2 separate regions of the Mus musculus genome follow, and region 1 is linked to region 2. The links are chromatin contacts, called in public Hi-C maps. All regions are on one chromosome and are shown on one strand. The core of a region is the stretch at or near the end of the contact, and the rest is flanking DNA. Distances in the headings are between cores, read along the strand shown.

The links. Hi-C and Micro-C count contacts between places; a contact is called where the count stands out from the background.
Region 1: a Hi-C map of regulatory T cells shows a contact between it and region 2, with 3 times the contacts expected there. The contact joins two enhancer-like sites. A contact is called at or near these places in 1 of 484 Hi-C or Micro-C datasets (regulatory T cells), 1 of 115 datasets of contacts at active chromatin or transcription factors (embryonic stem cells) and 2 of 9 other capture datasets (adipose tissue and pancreatic islet).

Annotation. Positions count from the first base shown.
Region 1 is chr3:22,190,914-22,196,385 of GRCm38.p6, forward strand. It overlaps Tbl1xr1 (transducin (beta)-like 1X-linked receptor 1), which reads left to right. Exons shown (of 16, transcript NM_030732.3): 6 at 2-134; 7 at 479-620; 8 at 1,107-1,170; 9 at 1,257-1,354; 10 at 2,195-2,255. Among named protein-coding and RNA genes, the nearest start is that of Tbl1xr1, 120 kb to the left of the region's middle. Within about 2 kb of position 3,293, at least 6 of the 459 cell types and tissues checked have an H3K27ac peak or open chromatin away from gene starts, as enhancers often do. A contact at or near this core is called in regulatory T cells, where this site is marked.
Region 2 is chr3:22,038,107-22,043,507 of GRCm38.p6, forward strand. No RefSeq gene overlaps it. Among named protein-coding and RNA genes, the nearest start is that of Tbl1xr1, 36 kb to the right of the region's middle. Within about 2 kb of position 2,720, at least 20 of the 459 cell types and tissues checked have an H3K27ac peak or open chromatin away from gene starts, as enhancers often do. A contact at or near this core is called in regulatory T cells, where this site is marked.

The DNA.
Region 1 (5,472 bases), core at 2,043-4,542, 150 kb after region 2:
GATAATCACACTGACATGATGGAAGTAGATGGGGATGTGGAAATCCCTTCCAATAAAGCGGTTGTGCTTCGGGGCCATGAATCTGAAGTTTTCATCTGTGCCTGGAACCCTGTTAGTGATCTCCTGGCATCAGGGTAGGTTTTTCAAAGAGCTTTCTAGCTGTTGAGTATTTTGTTGTTTTAGACAGGATTTACTCTGTAACCTTGCCTTGTTGATGCACTGTGTCCTGGGATTATGTCACGTGCAGCATGACAATGGCATCTAAGAATACCTCAACAAAAGGACTGCTACATAGATTTCACTTTCCGGTCATTTTACCTTAGTAGGTTAGTATTATTACTTGGTAGGAGCTCTAAAAGAGAAATATTAGAAATGTTTATATCTGGTAGTCTACTTCTTATTCAGGTGTTAAATGTATGGCTTGGGTTCTGGAATGCTTGCTTATATGAAGACTTAAGCCGATTTTTTGACTCTGAAGGTCTGGAGACTCCACGGCAAGAATCTGGAACCTCAGTGAGAACAGCACGAGTGGCCCTACGCAGCTCGTGCTTAGACACTGCATACGGGAAGGAGGGCAGGACGTGCCCAGTAACAAGGATGTCACGTCTCTAGATTGGAATGTGAGTGTTTTGTTCTTGCATAAATGGTCTGTGAATGAAGACATTTGAGGACTTGGCATTATATAATCTTGAAATTAGATCCCAATTTTAGCTTCAATCTGGCCCCATATTCCTAAAATCCTAATCAGAATTTAGGAGTGAATTGTAGGCTTTGCTTTTTACTTCTTATAAAAAGCATTCTCATGGTATCATTTTTATGTTGTCCTTCCTGGTCTACACTTGCCCCATCCTCACTCATGGTCACCTGTGAAAATGTTCTGCATAGGGACTGCAGTCCTGCTCCACAGCACTTCCTGCCGGTGCACACACTGGGATTGGCCTGTCCGAGAACACCGCCTTCATTAGGGGGTGGGGGTTTGCCAGCCTTTGTTGGCACTTACACATAGATCAGGGTCTTTTGTGCCTGGGACTTAAACAGGCAACATGTGTGTAGTAATTAAATGGCCTTTTGAGTTGTGTAATAAACAAAATGTGTTTCTCTGCCAGAGTGAAGGTACACTTCTAGCAACTGGGTCATATGATGGATTTGCCAGAATATGGACTAAAGATGGTATGACATTTTCTAACTTTATTGATGTTCTAAATTTAAAAGTTTGAAGTAATTTTAATGTGTGTGTTTGTTTGTTTTTAATTTAGGTAATCTTGCCAGCACCTTGGGGCAGCATAAAGGTCCTATATTTGCATTAAAATGGAATAAGAAAGGAAATTTCATCCTAAGTGCTGGCGTAGATAAGGTAAATGAACATTCAGCCAAGCTCTATCAAGAATATATTTGAAAGTAATATTTTTTTCTTTCCTGCTAATCACTGAAGCAGACTTGAGTTCGTTCAAGCATGAATTTGTCACAGTACTAGAAATGTCTTATATTGTCTACTTGTTTTCCTGAGTCTGCTCATTGTATCTGTGTTGCTATGACCGTTCCTCATTTTCTTCTGGGGTTTGACTCTCGTGAAGCATGGAATGAAGTTCTTGGTGCTTCTCAGGCTTTCTCAGGGGCAGCCGTGGCTGTTTCCATCAGCAACGCCCAGGCTCTTAATCAGTTGGGTAGTGCTGGGGAAGGAGACAGGAACTGGCTGAGACTCATATTTTCAGTGAACACTTTTAAAAGGGAGATGAAGGATTCGGGAAAAGCCAGCACTTGGCACTTTCATAAGCAGTTTCACGACCTGCTTTAAGTGGTATCAAAATGTAAACGGCCTTTGGGGGCGGGGGCGGGGGGTTCATAGGAGGTCCAAGTAAAAGAAATCTTTTAGTGGTGATTTTACTATAACAAGCACTTTCCTCCTTATAACTCCTGAGCTGGAAAATCTTGCACCATTGCAGTGATAGCCATTAAATAGTCTAATTCAATGCAGACTCTTTGTTGACAAACAAGAGTTGTTGTAGGAAATAAGTTGGCGAGAAACCACCACAGAAAAGTGAAGCTGCATCATGATCCTTTTTCCTGGGCTGCTGTGAGGAATAAAAACATTGCCTGTGGAGTTCACTACACAGCATCCTTCCGCCTTGATACAGTCAGGTGTCCATTCTGCTGTTCAGACACTCTTTAACTTTTCTTCTCCTTTTAATCTCAGACCACCATCATTTGGGATGCGCATACTGGTGAAGCCAAGCAGCAGTTTCCTTTCCATTCAGGTAAATCAGCTGATGAGCGAGCTCTTCAGAATTCACGCAGGGCCTCAAGGATCAGGCAGTGTTCTTGGTGCTGGTTTCTTGGGAGGCATTCCATAGCTTTCTCCTCAGAGGATCAGCAGGGTTTCTTTTTGTTTTTGTTTTTAAGATATGTACCCTAAGAAAGCAACCAGGTTGTGTAATTAGAGTGCGATGTAAAGTTGGAAGATGGAGCGAGGGTAGCACTGTAGAGTCGAAAGATCTGGCTATAAATGTACTTTCTCCACTTGATAAGCTCTCAGGTCACTTCACCTTTATAGCTACACTTTCACTATATGTAAATGAGGGCTTTTGATAGCTATTTATTTATTGCAAGGACAAGAAAAAAATGCCTTGGAATAAATTAAACTGCTTACTGCTCACATGTTGCTGCCATCTTGTGCATTTTAGATTGATTTGTCTAGGTCTGACCTCTCTTGTCTGTGAAATAAAGGATGGGTATTCTCCGTGTCTCTTGGGTTTCTTCCTGTGTGATGTACAGGAAGTACCCTGGGCATGCAGCTCAGTGCCTTCATTGCCTTCAGCCTGGAACCACAGTGTCTGAGAAGGCAAGGAGGAACCTCTTGCTATGTAGGCTAGCTTCCGACCCACATCACTGCTCCTTCCTCTTCCTCAGCCTCCAGAGTACGGGGAGTGTAGGTGTGCATCATTGTGTCTGGCTTCTCAGGGAATTTCTTGATGGAAGGAAAGGCTGTCAGGGTAGTAGTTTTAGCAGTGCCAGATAATACTTGCTGCTTTGAGACTTGTGCTCTGAGCATTTACCCTGTAGCTGACCACGAGGCTGTAGTTATCATCTTCATGTTTTAGGAATGAACAGCTATGTACGAAGAGCCCGAAGTGAGACCAAGCAACCCAACTAGGCGAAGAAAGTAAAGTGGTTTGCAGACAGTGTTAAGAGTGTTTAGAGTCTCCACACTAATGCGCTGTTTACCTCTTCTGCACTTTCAGCCTGACTTCTAGTCCTTCCCCAGCTAGAGTTTTCCTCCGTCTCTGGCTAGCACCACATGTTTCCTCCTCCTTCTTAGAAGTGATATAAAGTTAAAGGAGTTGGGGGTGGGGGGAATGCTTAGCCACAGTGGAAAGAAAGACAACCGTTGGAGGTATTTCTCAGTGTGTTCTCTCAGACTTTGAACCAGAGCTTACTGAGAAATAGACTAAGCCTGTTTGTCTGTTTGACCTTGCCCCGTGTATGCAGGTGTGTGTTATGGGAGCTGGACTAAGGGATAGGATACTCGTTCAGATGGGGACCAAAAGACAAGGAAACAAGAACTTGCTAGAAAGGAGTTAGCTAGGGGAGGAAGAAGAAGAGTGGGAAGGAACTGAACTGTTTTAAATAAGTTGTACTTTAACAAAGTTCTGCTGAGGAGGAGTTGAGATATGGACTGATTGTATTTATCTTGAAGTGATTACACATGTATACACATGGAAACCATCGCACTGAAGAGAAAGGTGCACCTGTTAGCATCAGGCTTCTCTCCTGACCTTCTATGGATTGCCTCATTCTCCAGGCAATCACAGTAGTCAGCCAAGATTAGTCCATGATGTCTATACAGAATCGCAGGTATATTTGATTTGGGGGACTCTGGCCTCTCATTCTACTGTGTTGTAACAGACACTTATTCCGTACTTTCTTTTGCTGGCAAGGTCTCTTTGGATGGCCTATCTAGTGTGTTTGCCCACTACTGAAGTAAACTAGTATCTTCTATTTGGTCTTATTACAGAAAAAAGAACTATAAACTTTCAATCGTCTTTAAATGAGCATGCAATTTTATTTCTTAGAATAACAAGTAGTAAAATAAACTGCATTGCTCAGAACTGAAATTGTTTTCTAAAGCAATTTAGTTTCACCAGCTATAGACCATCAGGTGTCTGTGTATACTTTCTAGACCTAAGTGTATAACCCTATTTTTAATTATAGCCAATGTGAATATTTTTGTGATTGTATCTTACTGTGGTTCTAATTTGACTATTTTCCTAAGGAAGTAGAATGTGGGGAAAGGGGAGGGAGTGCAGGTATATATGGAGGCCAAAAGGTCGATATCAGGTGGTCAGGAGTCTTCATCTATTACTGTGCACATTAGTTTTTGAAGCAGGGTCTCTTTATTTTGACTGCCCTGACTGGGTGACAAGCTCCAAGAACCTTCTTATCTCAACCTCCTCAGTGCTGAGGTTGCAAGTACACACTACCATGTCTGACTTCTGTGTTTTGGTTCTGGGCATCCAAACTCATCTTCATGTTTCCTACATAGCAGGGGATTTCTCTCTTGAGCTGTCTCCCTTCTTCTCCTTTTGTTATATATGTTTTCTTCACACAAGTCACTCATTAGTTACACAGGGACAATTTCTCTTCTTCTGTGGTTTATCTTTGCTTTTGCTATGTTTTGTTTTCATCACAGGGTGTGCAGACTTTACTGATCTCAGCTTCAGGGTGTTCCTAGCTTATAGGTACATGCTCCGTGTTGGATGTTCTTAATGTAGATGAAGTCCATAATTAATCTGTACCTTAATTGTTCCTTGTTACTTGTTTTTAAGACAGATTGTCAGCACGTACCACAAACTGGTTTGGAGCTGGCTCTAACCCCCCAGCCCCTTATAATGAAAACTACAGAGGCTTATAAACTGTCAGCCAGATTTATAACAGTAAATCGTAAAACCCCAAAATGCCCACACAAAACCTCAGAACTCCATTGGTATAAATACAGTTTCCACACCTGTATGGGTCAGGTACCCTATATTAATCACTTTATTGTTGTATGATACTGTGGTTCTTTAGGTCACGTGGATCTGGATCATCTTCTCCTATAGGTTCCATCTTGTCTCCTCATCTCCATCTCTCTCTGTCTCTCTGTTCCCTCTCTAAAACTTTCTCCTCTTTCTCTTCCACTGCCCAATCACAGTCTCTAGCCTTATCTGACTAACAAACTGAATATCAATAATACTCCAAATTTGTATATGTATAACTAAAGTTTTGGTATGTGCGTCTTAGTCATTGCTACAAAGAGACACCATGACCTAGGCAACTTTAAAAAAAATAAACCATTTAATTGGGTCCTTGCTTACAGTTTCAGAGGTTTAGCCAGTTACTGTGATATGAAGCATGGTTGTAGGCAAGCATGGTGCTAGAGAAGTAGCTTAGAGTCACACCCTAATCTATGGGCCTATAGGGAGACAGGAACTAACA
Region 2 (5,401 bases), core at 1,470-3,969:
AAGCCTTGCTGCCACTGAGAATGAGACCACCTGGGGTGGAGCCTTCTGACCTAGATGGCTCTATTGTTCTGTCACTTGACACTGCTCTCCTCCAAGACACTGTTACCTGCTGAGAGGCCCCTGAGATATTCCGGAGGCACGTCCTATCCTGCAAGTCGCCTACAGGCTCCAGACACCAAGAATGACTGGTGGGGTGGGAGGGGGTGGGATGGGCCTCCCCCCCCTCCCCCCAAGCACACTCTCTTAGTAAACTCTCAGGCCTTGATCAGAATGTTGTCTTGGCTCCATTATCTTCTCTCGAAGTCTAAGTCTCTTTCAGCCCCAGCCTGCCTCCCAGGTGTACCCAGTTCATGTAGGCCACAGGCCGGCAAACAACACCATTTTGTCCCCTATAACAGAGACTTTCCTTTTGACCTAACATTTCAGCCTTTTGTAAGGGGTAATATGCTCCCTTCTGCAACAGTTTCCTTCTGAAATTAAGATGCCACAACATTGTCCGTGTCCAGGAAGACAGAATAGTAGTTGAAGGTCTGGAGGCGGTTCAGGCAATGGGCATTTATCAGAAGCAGCTAGTTAGCAGACCCAGGTGAAGAGGCATGGAGCAGTGATGTCAGTTGGACTGGTTCACATCAGCTTTCAGCAAGCCCAGGGCAAACAGCCATTCGGAGCAGTTTATAGTGTGCAGCTGATTCCTGAATTGTGTCTTTCAGCCAAGCAGAAATCTGGTGAGATAGATATAAACCAAGGACTGAAGTTAAAAGTTTAGGAACTTTAAGGGAAATCTTAAATTTGGAACTTTCAAGACCATCGTCCTGATAGCTTGGGGTTGGGGGGAGAACACCTAAGACTAGGGCAGAAAGAGAGATCACACCCTCAGCTCAGAAATGCATAAGTGGGAAAACTTAGGCCATACTTATCTGGAGTCCATTTGACTTTTGAGAGGTGAATCCAAGTCTTATGACTCCCTCAACTCCATAAAGCTTGCATCATTTTTTTTAGTTTACAAAAAGAGATAAAAGTTTTAGATATATTAGCATCACCACTGCTCTGAAATCCATGTTTTTGAAAAGCTAACAGGTGTTTGTAAGACAGCTGGAGTAAACTCACTCCTTTGAGTCATAGTGAAAGCTATGGCACTGGGTTAAAACGAATGAACATTCTTTTCTCTCTCCAGAAGGATGGATGTATACAGATTGGACACTGATGCTTATAGCCTAATGAGAAGTACCTTTAAGTCTATACTTAGAAAACTACTGAAGGAAATTTGAAATCTTGTGCTTGCGACTGACAATAGTAAGTCCTTTACCAGCTTATAAGTACTTGTTGTGGATAGCCCTGGTGCTGTTTGTTTGGTTGGTTTTTGTTTTTTTTCGAGACAGGGTTTCTCTGTATAGCCCTGGCTGTCCTGGAACTTACTTTGTAGTTTGATGCTAATTTTGCTCTCCTGGGAGGGACTTTGGACAAGGAGGGAGTCATAACCAGGTGACTTCTTGTGAACCAATCCCCTAATGAATAAAGGAGCCAATCACTGGGCGAGTAGGCGGAACTTACAGTTTGGACAGAGGAAGAAAAGGAGAGTTAGGCCTTTTTTGGGACAGGGATAGTGTCAGGACAAGATGAAATTATGAATGTCTCTCGGTTTCAACAGCGGATTCGTCAGGATTTGCCACCAGAAGATTTAGATTTAATAAGGTTTACAAGTGAGGATTTTAGTTGTTGCACCCAGTGCTTGAGTTACCATTGTCATTTCTGAACTAAGTTTATGTTGAGTTTTCCTTCACACAGTGGCTCATCTGGGTTCAAGAGAGAAAGGTACCGTGGCAAAGCGTGGGTTTGCCTGAGGTACACCACAAAGGCCGTGGGGGATTTCAAGCATGGGGCTGGTGTGGTAGCGACACTCTAGTGGGAACCTATCGAGCTGGATGGAGATGTTTTGGTAGCTCCAGGCAAGAGAGTCTTACCATAAAAGCAGGCCTGCCAGGATGGAGAGTTGCCAAGAAGGTGGTTTTTTGTTTGTTTGTTTGTTTGTTTGTTTTTTAATATTTCCCGCAACAAGTACTCTATTGATCAATATTAAAACTCTGAACTTTTGAAATCTTAGTATAATAGCATAGAAGAAGGAAAGAAAACGGAAACATTTATTACCTTAAATTACTTTTCTTATACCTTTAGGACTTGTACTTATACAACTCAAAACAGTTCCTTAGACCCTCAGAAATGACTTAAGATTCCACATTCGGAGACCTTTACACACCTTAGAACATTTTTCTTAGATCCTCCAAACTTACATATACTTAAAATCTTTTTTATCCAACCATTTACCATGAGACACAAGTTACTGAGAATAATCATTGCAAAGCAAATTCATAAAGTTACATTTGAGACCTGTTTATCTGTTAACAGGAAGCCTATTATCAAGGCAAAACTGTCTTTCTTTCTCAGCAGGAGACCTAGTAGCTCCAGAAAAAGCAAAGCCTGATCTTTTCATATAAAACAAACCAATAAGGTAGCTTGCAGCCTTGGGGAAGAAGCCGCTTGTTTCTGTCAAACCTAGTCATCCGAGCTGCCAGGGCCATCAGAGATTTGAGAAGGATAAATTATAGCTGAGAGCCTAATCCAAATGGCCTATGTATTAATTAAAATGACAAAGACTAACCAAGTACCTAGGGGATTACCCTAGTCTCCCTTGGTTTTGATGGCTTCATCAAAGGCAGAGGCTTCCGTGAAGTGTCAGTCTTCCGCTGCCAGGCGCAGAAACTCTGAGTCTCCTGTGTAGACACCTGGTGTACCTTGCCTAGACACAGCGGGACAATCATCTCTCCAGTGTCCTGCTTGTCCACAGTTTGGGCAGAGTCTTGTTGGTGGGTGAAGCATGTACACTTTTGCTTAGTAGTTAGCTACAATCCAGTTTGTACCCTACTTTGCTTACTTGGAAAGTAAGGCTTGCTTCTAGGAGCTGGCATTTCTGTCTATCACAGGAAGCCTTTTCCTTTAAGTACTTTAAATGCTGTATTCAGCAGATCTCTGAAGAGCTTGAAGGCCATGTTCTATTAAGTATACATGATTTTTAAACAAACTTTGGTTTTAGTTTACTAGTTTTAGTCTTAACCTTGAAAACAGACAAAAAGCCAAATAAAGTTTGTCTCTGTAAATGGATTACATCTGAAGTTAGGCTGACTATAAGTGAGTTCTGAGAACATTAAAGAATTTGATCATTTGTGACACGACATCCATTAAGTTGCATGTCTTAACTATCTTGAACAGTTTACATAAGTTCGTATCTTTTATAAGATTAAAATTTCAACTTTATTTATTAAGTTTGAGCCTTTAAAAAAAATGCCAATTTTTTTTTGTTTTGGTTTGGTTTTTTGTTTTTGTTTTTGGGGTTTTTGTTTGTTTGTTTGTTTGTTTGTTTTTTCGAGATAGTGTTTCTCTGTGTAACCCTGGCTGTCCTGGAGATGACTATGTAGACCAAGCTGGCCTCGAACTCAGAAATCCGCCTGCCTCTGTCTCCCAAGTGCTGGGATTACAGGCACCACTACTGCCCGGCAAAATAACAATTTCTAGATTGAAGTTTTTTAGTAACAAAATAAAACTTTAAATCATAAATACATTCCATGGGGAGATTGGCAACTTTACTTTGTGATCCTTTTAGAGTATGCAATTATAAAATTGCACAGTTAATTATATGATTCAGCTTATCAAAATACCTACAACTTAGCAAAATTAGCAAAGACAAAGAGGTTAGACATGCATTTTTAAATCGGTTTCTGTTAGTCTAATATACCTTTGGTAAGAAGAAACAGTCTATAGACTCTGCCAGACTGCTTAGGTCATGTCTTGCTGCATCATAAGATATGAATATCCCAGTTTCTAATGTTTTGTGGTTGGTTCTCATTGCTAAGTCCCTAAATATTTGGTCTTTTATTTTATTTTCAAGATTACATATTAATAAAGACATCATAATATAAAACTTTTTTTGTTTGTTTGTTTTTTTTTTTTTTTTTTTTTTTTTTCGAGACAGGGTTTCTCTGTATAGCCCTGGCTGACCTGGAACTCACTTTGTAGACCAGGCTGGCTTTGAACTCAGAAATCTGCCTGCCTCTGCCTACCAAGTGCTGGGATTAAAGGCGTGCGCCACCACGCCCAGCAATATAAAACATTTTAGACATAAAATATACCATAGCCTTATAAATTTAAATATTTAAAGAAAATATCAGGTTTTTTTTTTCATTTAAATTTTCTGAAAAACTCCAAGATTTCCTTTTAAAGAAGTTTAAAATATCTCAACTGCTGGCCCCTGCAATACCAAAATAAAATAAAATAAAATAAGTACCCATTTTAAAGTATCTTTTTTTTTCCTTCAAGAAAGAAACAGGACACAACAAAAAAAATCTTCAAAAGTACAAACAACTCAATGATCAATATCTGGGAGCCACTCACAATCCTCTGGGTTTCCCTAAGGATCTTGGGTCACCTCTGTAGCCCCACCCTTTCAGCACATACAGTCTATCTTCTAGGCCCCAGCAGGCTGCATTTCATTGCAACTATTGCCTCAGGTGACCATCACATGACAACAGCATCTCCTAAACTGCTGGGGTCCCTCTCCTAGGCTCCCTTTAGGAACTGCAGCCCTGCCACATAGTGCCAAGCCTCAGCTGCTCTCCAAGACCCCTTCCTGTCTTTAAAACAAATACCTCCGGGATGACTCTTACATGAAAACATTCAGCTGCCAGCAAGAGGTATGTTCTTGTGTATGAACACATGGAGGCAAAGTTTTAATACCTTATTAAACAAACATGGTTTTTAAATTCTATCTTTTATAAACCTTGTTTTTATGACGTTGTTTTCAGGACAAGAATTATCATACAAACCCATCCTAATCTAAAATATCTTGGAGTTGTCTTGGTTGGTTTATATAATGTGATTACCTTTAATCAGGATGGTGATGAAGTCACATGAATTCCACCCTCTCCAGGGTGACATCATAGCACATGGTTCCTTTAAAATTATCTACATATAAATTTTTAACCATCAACCCCTCTATGCTACAAGATTAAACTAACTTTTTTTGTTATAGATTTTAACAATACCAATAAATATTGAGGTAAAAAAAGTTCACATAATAGTCTTATAAATCTTGAGTCAAGATTTATGTCTCCGCAAAGTTTTATGCAGTTAAATGAAACCAGGTTTTTTGTTTTTGTTTTGTTTTTGCGTTCTACTTTCCTTTCTTCTCTCAGTCACAGACTCAAGTGGCATGCCTGGCATAGAGGAAACTTTTAGATAAGTATCCTTGGGTCTAGAGAAGAAAGAACCATATCCTAACTTCAGAGTCAGCTTTCTTTTTTTTCTTTTTTTCTTTTTTTTTAGATTTATTTATTTATTATATGTAAGTACA